Regions from separate parts of the Mus musculus genome. Here all the other regions are linked to region 3. Evidence: chromatin contacts called from public promoter capture Hi-C data. All regions are on one chromosome and are shown on one strand. Each heading gives the region's core, a stretch centred on a gene start, on an enhancer-like site or on the middle of the called end of the contact. The rest is flanking DNA. Distances are from core to core; before and after follow the strand shown. Region 1 holds the start of Tm6sf1 (transmembrane 6 superfamily member 1). Region 2 holds the start of 3110040N11Rik (RIKEN cDNA 3110040N11 gene). Region 3 holds the start of Idh2 (isocitrate dehydrogenase 2 (NADP+), mitochondrial).

Region 1 (3,032 bases), core at 261-2,760, 1.7 Mb before region 3:
TCTGACTGCTCGGAGCTGCTGCTTCAGGAGATGCACCAAAGGCCAAGCACAGGGGCAGCCTGTGTCTAAGGGAGCGTCGCAGTGCTCACTCATGCCGTCTGGATGAGGTGACCTCAGCAGTGAGAGAAAACCATTGACTGTGTGCATACTCCGCTAGCAGTCTGGAGGTCTGGCACGGGCTGCAGGGTATAGATTGATGCAATTTCCTTAGCACCAACTGCTATGAAAAGCACAGCCAGTTACTTCCTCCTCCAGCAGCCCACAATCAACTTCAGCAGGGCCACCGCTGGCGCCTTTCCACTGACCACCCAGGCCTTCGGCTGCCCATGGGGGCTCGTCAGTCAGTGATCCCTTTAGAGAAGTGAAAGCCAAGACTGGGACCCAGAGCCCTTACAGAATTCGTCGGTTCCTTAGCATTAAACTGATCACTGAACCTTTGCTCCTGGCCAGCATCGAACCTCTATCCCTTTCACAGCGCCCTTGCACAAAGTTCCCACAAGATCCTTGAGGTGCAAAGACAGACCAGAACACTAAAGCCAGGTCACCCTGTTAGTAGCAAAGGCTCAGAAAACCATGGTTATTTCTGTTAGCCGCTCACAACAGTTTCTAAAATTATAAAATGGTAAGTATGTGAAAGTCCATACAAGGAAAGCGTTCCTTTCAAATAAGGCGGTTCGTGCCTTCCGTGTTGCTCTGCACCCCTCTAGTGTCTGAGAGCCTCGGAGGCAGGGGCATTTCGGTATTGACCTTGGTAATATCAGCTACCCACCCAGTACTGGCAAAGAGCAGGCGCCCAGCTCTCAGACCTTGAACTGCCCTAGCCCAGTTTGAGGACCTAGGGCCGGGTGACCCTGGTGCCTCCCTCATGCTGCGGGCGTGGCGTTTCTGGAAGCTACCCAGTCCCAAAGCCGCGGTCCCAAACCCGCGGAAAAGTTGCGGGCTCTTGTCTACCCCGCGCGCGCTCACTCACTCGTGCTGGGCCGCCAGGTGGTTGAAGATGTAGGTGACCGGGATGGCTGAGAGGGACAGCACAAAAACCCCCGTGGCCGCAGAGGCACTCATTGCCACCTCCGGGTCGCTCTTCTTTCACCGCATCGCGCCGGGGGTCCCCTGGCTCAGCTTCCGGCGGCGCCGCGCCCCTCGCCGCTGCCCTTCCAGGCGGCCCCCGGCCGCGTCTCCTCTGCGCGTCCCCGTCGCCCGTAGCTGCCCGGCGCGCACAGAGAGAGGCACCACCCGGGTGCTCTAGGGCCGCTGTACGATCCCCAGAGGCGTCCCCACCAGGCTCCTGCTAACGAACGCAAGGGCTCAGCAGCCACCGCGAGGAGACAAGCGCCCCAGGACGCTTGCTTTAATGGGAAAAGGAAGGGCCCGGCGAAGGACGCGGGTCACAGATGGGAGCTGGGCATCCTCGAGCTGGAACGGAGCTGGGCTGAGCCAAGGGCCAGCAGAGGGTGGAGCCAGATCTGAGGGTGTCAGAGCCCGCAGGCCCGCGAGATCGGCTCAGAGACCTGTGGGGACAGATGCTCCTGGAACAACACTGTGCCGCCCTCCCACCCCACCCCCCGCGCGCACCCCTTCCCTACACACAGCTGCCATCAACGTCCGCAACCAATGTTCCAGTGCCAAGTGGAAATATTTGTTTTCCACCTTGGTTGCTCACTCACCGCCCCTTGACCTTGATCAAGTTACTGAAACATTCTGTATCATTTCTCTGTGAAATGGGAATAACCTGCTCCCTCGTATGATTGTGGAAATCGACCGAGTTAACAAGCGTGGAGTGCTTGCCCTGCACTGCTCAGCACACTGGTCTGTCTCCTGCTCCCTTTCTTTTTTTGTAGCAGAACTGACCCTCAGAGGAATGCCCTGATGTAAGACACTGAGGCAGCGTTCATTCCTTGCCTGGAGTGTTTTTGGAGGCCAGGTTACCACCGGCTAGCCTGGCAGGTCCTGAAGATTAGGGCTCTTCGTGGAATATTCCCAGACGTCTGGGTGTAGAGCATGAGAGTGCCGCCCAAAGAGCTGCTTGAGCAGGGTGTGCTCAGGAAGCCCCCTGGGCCTGAGTCCTGTTGGTATGGCCCCAGGGAAGGGAAAAGAAGTGGGCTCCGGAGCAACAGTGGGGGCAGCAGAGTGCGCGCCTTCCTGTCTTTAGGTCAGAGGCTTACAGGTCATTTGGCTCATTTTCAATGTGAGGAAAATGAACCTGCACCAGGACAGTCGGTTGTTCCAAAGCCAGCTCTCCTACTATCTGCCCTCCCTTTTCTTGAAAACTCAGCCAACAATGGGCACAAAAGGGTAAAGACTGTCCAAACGGCAGCATCTCGCAAAGCTTCTCCCAGAAGTCTCAGTGGGAACCTGGACATCGCTCACGATCTTCCATGATCGCTCCTTGCCTTTACCACCTCCTTCATTCCCCAAAGCGCCTTCTCTCCTCCAGGCCATCTCCTAGGCCAGTTTCCCAGCCAGTCCAACCTCCTCCACATCCCACACCGAGCTGCTTTAGCCGTCTGCGTGTATCCTGAGTCTCTCGGGCTGCTCTGAATCTTTCTTGTCTACCTAGACACTTGCTGCATATCATTTCTATTCCTTCTCATCCATGCTTGGGCTTTTTTAAAATTCAGAATCATATTTATGGAAATAACTTAATAGAGGCTGGGGGTGTAGTTGATCGTGCTTGCTTTGTGTGCACAAATCTTAAGGCTCTGTCCTCGTGCACTTCATGAACTGACTTTGATGGGGGCTCATCTGAAATCCCAGCACTAAGAGATGGAGGCAGAGGGAGTCCCTGGTTCAAGGTCATCCTTAGCTACCCAGCAAGTCTGAGGCCGACCTGGGATATATGAGATTCTGTCTCAACTAACAAAAAGGTACCGGGAAATGCCACAGAGTATGCCACATCCTGAGCTCCGCGTCACCCGCTCCGGATGGAAACTGAGGTGTTGAGGGACAGAGAGGTGATCAGGCTCCTCTCAGAAAACCTCAAGTGCAGGAAGCTACTTCTAAGGTCCGACCTGGTGAGGGAAGCATCTTAAAAG
Region 2 (3,167 bases), core at 366-2,865, 1.7 Mb before region 3:
AGTTTTAGGGACACACACTTTGAAAAGGAAGATGTTTACAGAACAGTAATGGAGACTATCAACAGCGCTTACTGCCCTCTTGGTCTGCTCTGCCTTCTTCAGCCTTCTGTCTCTGCTTTTGTCCTCACATTCAGAAGGCCAGAGAGAGAACCACGGCATTTATCCTTCCTACATGCCAAACAAACCCTTAACTCCATTGTCAAATCTAAGATCAAGTCTTAAGAATTTTACATTGGGTTTCTGCCATTTGGATTACAAACCCCTGTTCTTTCCATTGGGGCAAGTGGCTGTGTGACAGATTGACCTGAGGCGGGGTCCTGTCCTTTCTAGCTGGTGATGAGGTACTCTAGAGGTACCTGTGGAGAAGGCTGACGGTTCCTTAGAGGACATTGCTTCCCCCTCCTTTGCCCATCCAGGCACCATCAGAAATACACCAATCCGTGTTCCTCCCCTGATAAAAACTGTCAAGTCTCTAGAGCAGTGGTTCTCAACCTTCCTAATGCTGCAACCTTTTAATACAGTTCCTCATGCTGTGATGACTCCCAACGGTAACATTACTTTTGTTGCTACTTCCTAACTAATTTGGCTACTGTTATGAATCGTAATGTAAATATTTTTAGGGCATCATGATTTCACCTCAAAATTCATCAAATTACTACAGTATAGTTTTGGCTCCACTTTGTGCCTCTATTTGTAATGTATTTCAAAAAAGGTGTGGTGTGGTTTAACACCTGAATCACCTGAGTCTTAGGCTTTAGCCACTTTCTCACAACACACCACTTAACGTGTCATGTGGAAAGGGTGTCTCTGGGAGAGTAAAATGAGACATCCCATTCTGATCCCAACCTTTAGTGGCTGTTTTCAGCACTCACATTCCAGTCTCACCTGTTTGTGAATCTGAATGCTGTCGCCCTTTGACATTTGTCACAGTCTCTGTCCTCCTCCTTAACTCCCCTCTCACTGGCACAGGTCACTGATAATTTGGTTATGTATTCAGGTAGCTCCTTAACTATTCCACTTGGATGTCTCCAATCATTTCAAACTTAATGTACCCTGAAAACTCCCCCTCGGACTGCCACAACTGCTAGCCGTAGACTCGGGCATCTTCAGTTAATCTTTTCCCCATCTCAGATTATTCAGGTCCCAAAGATCCTCAAAATGGTAACAAGCCATCTCCCATTTAGGTAGCAGATCTTCCTACCTCTGGGCATATACCATCTATACATTCTAACCTTATTGGACAAGGCCAGTCCCTAACTTTAGCACTTGCATTGATTTGCCTCTGCTTCAGTTTCACGAACGGTTGTATTCAACTCCACAGTGGATCTCCTCTCCTTGCGCACTGCCCTGTGCGAATTGCCATGGTGCCGCGTTGGGCAGGCGAGCACCGAGGCTGGCTGCTCTTGCCAACCCTAAGGATAGGTGACAATTTTCCCTCTGCTGGCAAAGATGGCTCACCAATGGATCACACCCTGAGGCTGGCAGGTTGCAAAGGAAGGAAAACAGTGCCATCTCGGGGCGAGGTGGCACTCTTAGGTGCCGGCCGACGCGCCTGCCGCTTCCGCCCATGACTTGCGCAGGCGCACAGAACTCTTCCGCCACGCTGGCGCCTGCGTGGTTGGGATGCTGCTGCTTGCTGTAGGTCGGTGTGCTTGGCCTCTGTTAGACTCCTGTGTGGTTCCACAATGCCTAAGAAAGCCGGTGCGACAAGCAAGGCCAGTGGCAAGCCTCGTGTTGTGGAGAGGGTGGGCCACGGGGCTACACTGGCGGGGAACAGACGCAGCGCCTGGAGGGCGGAAGACCTCCCTTCGGGTCCAGGTCTGAGACTTCCTGGGTCGCACATTAGCTCGCCCTAAGGATGAGTAGGCTCCACTGCGCACCCGCTGACCACCGTCTTTGCTCTCTCACTCTGAGGGTTACACTTCCCGGCAGGCTGTGCGTTCTGCCTCCCTATGGTGGCTGATCGCTTCCTTCTGTCAATGAGACTGCACTCCCTCCCCTAATATCCCTTTGTTTTCTGTCGCTGTGATCCCAGCCCCTTGAAGTCAGGGAGTTTGAATCCTTATTCCTCTTCATACCCGCTGTCCGCATACTGCCCTGGAAGTTGTTTTCTGTTAAGTTGTTAGATGGCATTTAAATACCAGTCGTCGTTCTTTCTGCAATGGACTCCTCACCCACTCTTGAGCGTTAGGATGCATTGGCTATAAAGATGACTAATAAATGCCCCTTCTCTTGAGAAATAGAAACGATAAAGTAGACTGTGGGAACAAGTCCTAAGCTAGCCAAGAGATCTTAAGTAGAACACATACCTACACAGAGACAGCCCCACCCCACCCCCCTCTCTGTCTCTGTATGTTGGATCATGAAGGGATGTGGGAGGAGCACGGTGGTGGCTAGTTTCTGCATGTAGGCCCAGTTTAGTGAAGGTGAGGGTAGTGATGGCTCAAAATAACTGAAGTATTTTGTTACCTGTGAAATTGTGTGTCATTTTAGGGTAAAAACCAAACCAAAGAACCAGAGACAGCACCTCCTGCTGCAGGGCCTGTAGCAACTGACCCTAAAGGTTTTGTCACCATAGCCATTCATGCCAAACCTGGCTCCAGACAGAACGCTGTGACAGGTACGTCTGAGCACTGGGTGGGATTTGGATGTGGATAAAGCAGCGTTTTCATCTTATTTTTGCCTTGTTATCTAAAAGCTTATCCTGTAACTGTAAATGGTATTTTTTATGTCTGCGTTTAGAAGCTTCTCCATCTAAACATTCTATAGTCTCATATAGAGGTATTTGAAAGAAAATGTACAATATTTAATACCAAATCAGATGGAATCTGTGTATCTTTTCCTTTTTAAAAATGTGGTATTTTGTAGATGGGCCTGGTCATATATGCCAATAATTCACAAGTACTTAGTTAGGAACTGAGGCAGGAGGTCAGCTAGACTACAACAAGACCCTGTCTCTAAACAATAAAATGTTTAGGAAGGACACATTAGGAAATCTATGTATAGCTTAGACTATTCTTAGTTATTCCTGTTCCAAAGAGTTTATAAAGACACTAATGAGAAGCGATTCTTTGGTTTAGTTTAATGATCATTAACGTAAAGAATGGGAGAACGCCTGAACTCTGAGAACCCTGACTGATTCCTGTGTGAAGTTAAAGTTTGATCTG
Region 3 (3,359 bases), core at 200-2,699:
TGTGCTTCAGCAGCAATCACAGAGGCAGTGCAGGTAGCTGACCTTCATCCATACTCTAACTGGTCTAGAAAGATGCATAGGAAGTCTGTTCTCCGACCTTGCACGTGTGGATCCTGGAGTCCAGGGGTCTGGTATTTCCAGGATGGCATGAAAGCCCAAGTCAACAACCTCTGTGGTCTTTACCGGTGTTTACACAAGAGAACTGGGAATCTCGTAGAAGGGCTCTCAGACTGTTCTGGAACATGCTGCCCCAGGCCAGACTTTCCTATTCCTTTCCTCAGTCCCTGGAGGGACCCAGATGTCTCTCCTTTGCATATACTCTCTGTACTGGATCCCAGAACCAAATCTGTGACTCGGATGGATTGAGACTCCAGGAGGGAAGCTTTGATGTTGGCAGTTCAAGGCCACTTTCCTGGCATAGCTCCACCTGACAACACTGTGAAGCTGGGTTGGGAAGCTGGGAGCACAGGGCAGAAAGGTTGCTCTCATCTGGAGTGAGTTGGTGTGACTGGGAGAGCTGGGGTGGATTTGTGATATTTGATACACAAAACCCAGACTTCAGTGACCCCTACTTCAAGAAAATGAACAGTGATGGATTTAGCTTGTATGTTTCTGTTTGTTTCCCCACGCAAACAGGTAAACTAGGAGCTGTTGGGCTGGGTTGTGGATGGACCTTTGCCTAGGATATAGGAGACATGGGCTTTCCTTCAGGGCTACATAACTACTAGCATAGAATATAATTAACTTGGGCAGTGGTTGTACTATTGAAGGATGAACATACCTCAAACCTTTACACACAAATGTCACAGAAGTCTCCTGGCAGGCACTCTTATGTCCAGAAGAGACAGAGTCGGCCATGATGAAGGACTTTGGGGCTAGGAGTTTGGCCTAGTCAGGAGCAGAAGGAGGATTTCCAGCCGCCCCCCCCCCCGCCCCGCCCCGCAGCGTCTCATATAGCCCAGGCTGGTCTAGAACTTGGTATGTAGCCTAACTTCTCATCCTCTTGCCTCCACCGTACTTGGCATTTCAACTCTCGATCCTGGTTAGTCCACCCAACTGGACGCTACCTGGGGGAGACCCAAGTTGCCATGGTCTAGGTTCAAGACGGCAAAGCTTGTCATTGTCTTGATGAAAGCGCCTCAGGTCCGTCGGTCAGCTAAACGCAAAGGACGCAGGGGACTAAGGCGACGTGTCTGCAGCTGACATTCTAACGGAAGCGGGGAGTCTTGCAGCCGTGAGCCCCCGCGGCCCGATGGGTCTCCCCGGTACCTGATGCTTTGAGGATATATGGAGGCTCCCAGAAAGCGCGGGCTCAGCACTGGGGCCGCCTGAGCTCTGGAACAGGCCCAAGGGTGTCGAGCAGGCTCCTGCCCTGGCGTGGACCCGCCTTCTCCCGGGTGAGACCCAATGGGGCGGCAGGTTCTGCAGCTCCGCCCCGGTTGGGTCCCAGCCACCAGGGCCAGCCTAGAGTCCCCACCGCACAGCCCGGTGCAGCGGCGTGCTCGGACCTCGCGTGCTCGGGATGGCCGGCTACCTGCGGGCTGTGAGCTCGCTCTGCAGAGCCTCGGGCTCAGCGCGGACCTGGGCACCGGCAGCACTGACTGTCCCCAGCTGGCCGGAGCAGCCGCGGCGCCACTGTGAGTGTCGCACCGGGGGGCGGGCTCGCGTGCAGCGCTGCGACGTGGCGACGTCCCGGGAGGGGGACCCTGGAGTGCCACTCGCGACACGCCGGCGGTCGGGGAACAGCGGCGTGCGGGTTACAAAGGGCCGGGAGGTGGCCTTACACCGAGCTCCCGCGCCCCGCGCGCCTGGGCCGCTGCAGGCGCAGGGGTGGGGACCCAGGGGATAGTGGCAGCTGGTGGCCTGGGGCGGGATTGCTGGGTCCTATCAGGGCTGGGGTTCTCCAGGTATTCCGGGGGAGCATTTCCAGAGGTACCTGGACCCAGGGTGGGGTATCATGACTGCCTTGGGCCTTTGGAGGGGACAAGCGACCAAGAGGGGCTGGAGCGGCCTGCTGCAGCCCTAGGCAGAGGAGGGTCACCTCGCGCTCCCGGCTCAGACAAAGGCGAGGAGGAGAGGCCTCCACTTCCCCTTCTCTCCAATCCCTGCGTACTCTGGTCCCTCCTCTCCAACAGGCCCACGTCAGCTATTTTTGGAACCTTTACTCGACAGCTGGAGGAATGTCCTTCCATTTTTCCCGCTTTTGTTTCTCTGCCACTCCCCCACCCTTCGCTGCGCAGGACGCTCAGTCTGGGCCCTCTCCTGGCCCCTTGCTGGGCCAACCACGAGCTGCTGCATGTGAGTGGGTCCTGCCTGGCATACAAGCTGTGGAGACCTGGCACTGCACGCATATTGTCATTTTTCTGCAGTCAGTCGTTCCCATGAGATCTCTGCGTTGCCTTCAGCTTACTTCTTAGACGTGAAGGCGCAACTCCGGACAAAATAATCAGGGTTTTAGAGTCTCCATTACTAACAGATTGCCCAACCTGGCATGTGGGCATCTTTCATACCCTTGCTACTCAGCGCCTTGCTACAAAAGGCACGGAACAATGTAGAGCACTTGGTGGCCTCTTTTGATGCCTGTTGCCACGGAAATTCTATCCTGACCTGGCTCAAAACCCCTTGGGGTTAGCCAGAGGAATGAGGAAGAGGGGGTGGGTTTGGCTATGGGGTTTGTTCTGGCTAGAGTGGTAATCGTTAACTCACCGTGGGAGCAGCTGACCGAAGCTGGGGGCCAGGAGGAGGGAGAGGGCGGGGCCCTTGACACTCCCCTTTGCCAAGGAGAAAGGGACATACATGTTTTTGTGTTCTTGGGATCTGCCTCTAACCTCTGAAGCCCCATCAAGTGCCTCAGGCCTTCAAGACCCACATATGGCAGCTTTGCAGCAAAATATGGTAGAAGTTAAAGGCACTCAGTGGTTTTCCTCTTTTTCATCTTTTCTCTCTTTTGAGGAGTCTGGTAAAATGGTAATACCAAAACTAACTAACTAACTAACTAACTAACTAACTAACTAACTAACAAAACTACCTTAAGAAACTGCACTAACAAGAAAATAAGGCTACTTTGGGATCCTGAATTTGGATACTCATTTTGTTTATTTATTTTGGTTTTTTGAGGCCAGGGTCTCCATTTTGTCCTGGCTGTCCTGGAACTCGCTGTGCAGACCAGACTGGTCCAAGCTCCGAGATCCACTTGTTTCTGCCTCCCAAGTGCTCGGATTAAAGGCATGAGCCACACACCCCCACCCCTAATCTGGATACACATTTTAAAAAGCAGCCAGTGGAAGGTCCTTTCTGAAGGTCTCCAAGTGGGGAGGTGATTAAAACCAAACCAACCAACCAACCAACAACATCCAATG

Evidence for each region. Promoter capture Hi-C pulls out the DNA fragments that hold promoters and counts their contacts.
Region 1: a contact with region 3 is called in a promoter capture Hi-C map of pre-B cells, with 3 times the contacts expected there. The contact joins the promoter of Tm6sf1 here to the promoter of Idh2 in region 3. A contact is called at or near these places in 2 of 39 promoter capture datasets (the C10 cell line and pre-B cells).
Region 2: a promoter capture Hi-C map of liver shows a contact between it and region 3, with 2.8 times the contacts expected there. The contact joins the promoter of 3110040N11Rik here to the promoter of Idh2 in region 3. A contact is called at or near these places in 2 of 39 promoter capture datasets (cranial neural crest and liver).

The regions. Positions count from the first base shown.
Region 1 is chr7:81,857,479-81,860,510 of GRCm38.p6, reverse strand. It overlaps Tm6sf1 (transmembrane 6 superfamily member 1), which reads right to left and starts at 1,510. Exons shown (of 10, transcript NM_145375.4): 1 at 971-1,510. The coding sequence starts at 1,062.
Region 2 is chr7:81,787,903-81,791,069 of GRCm38.p6, reverse strand. It overlaps 3110040N11Rik (RIKEN cDNA 3110040N11 gene), which reads left to right and starts at 1,615. Exons shown (of 5, transcript NM_026077.4): 1 at 1,615-1,715; 2 at 2,494-2,620. The coding sequence starts at 1,686.
Region 3 is chr7:80,113,440-80,116,798 of GRCm38.p6, reverse strand. Idh2 (isocitrate dehydrogenase 2 (NADP+), mitochondrial) reads left to right here and starts at 1,449. Exons shown (of 11, transcript NM_173011.2): 1 at 1,449-1,637. The coding sequence starts at 1,523.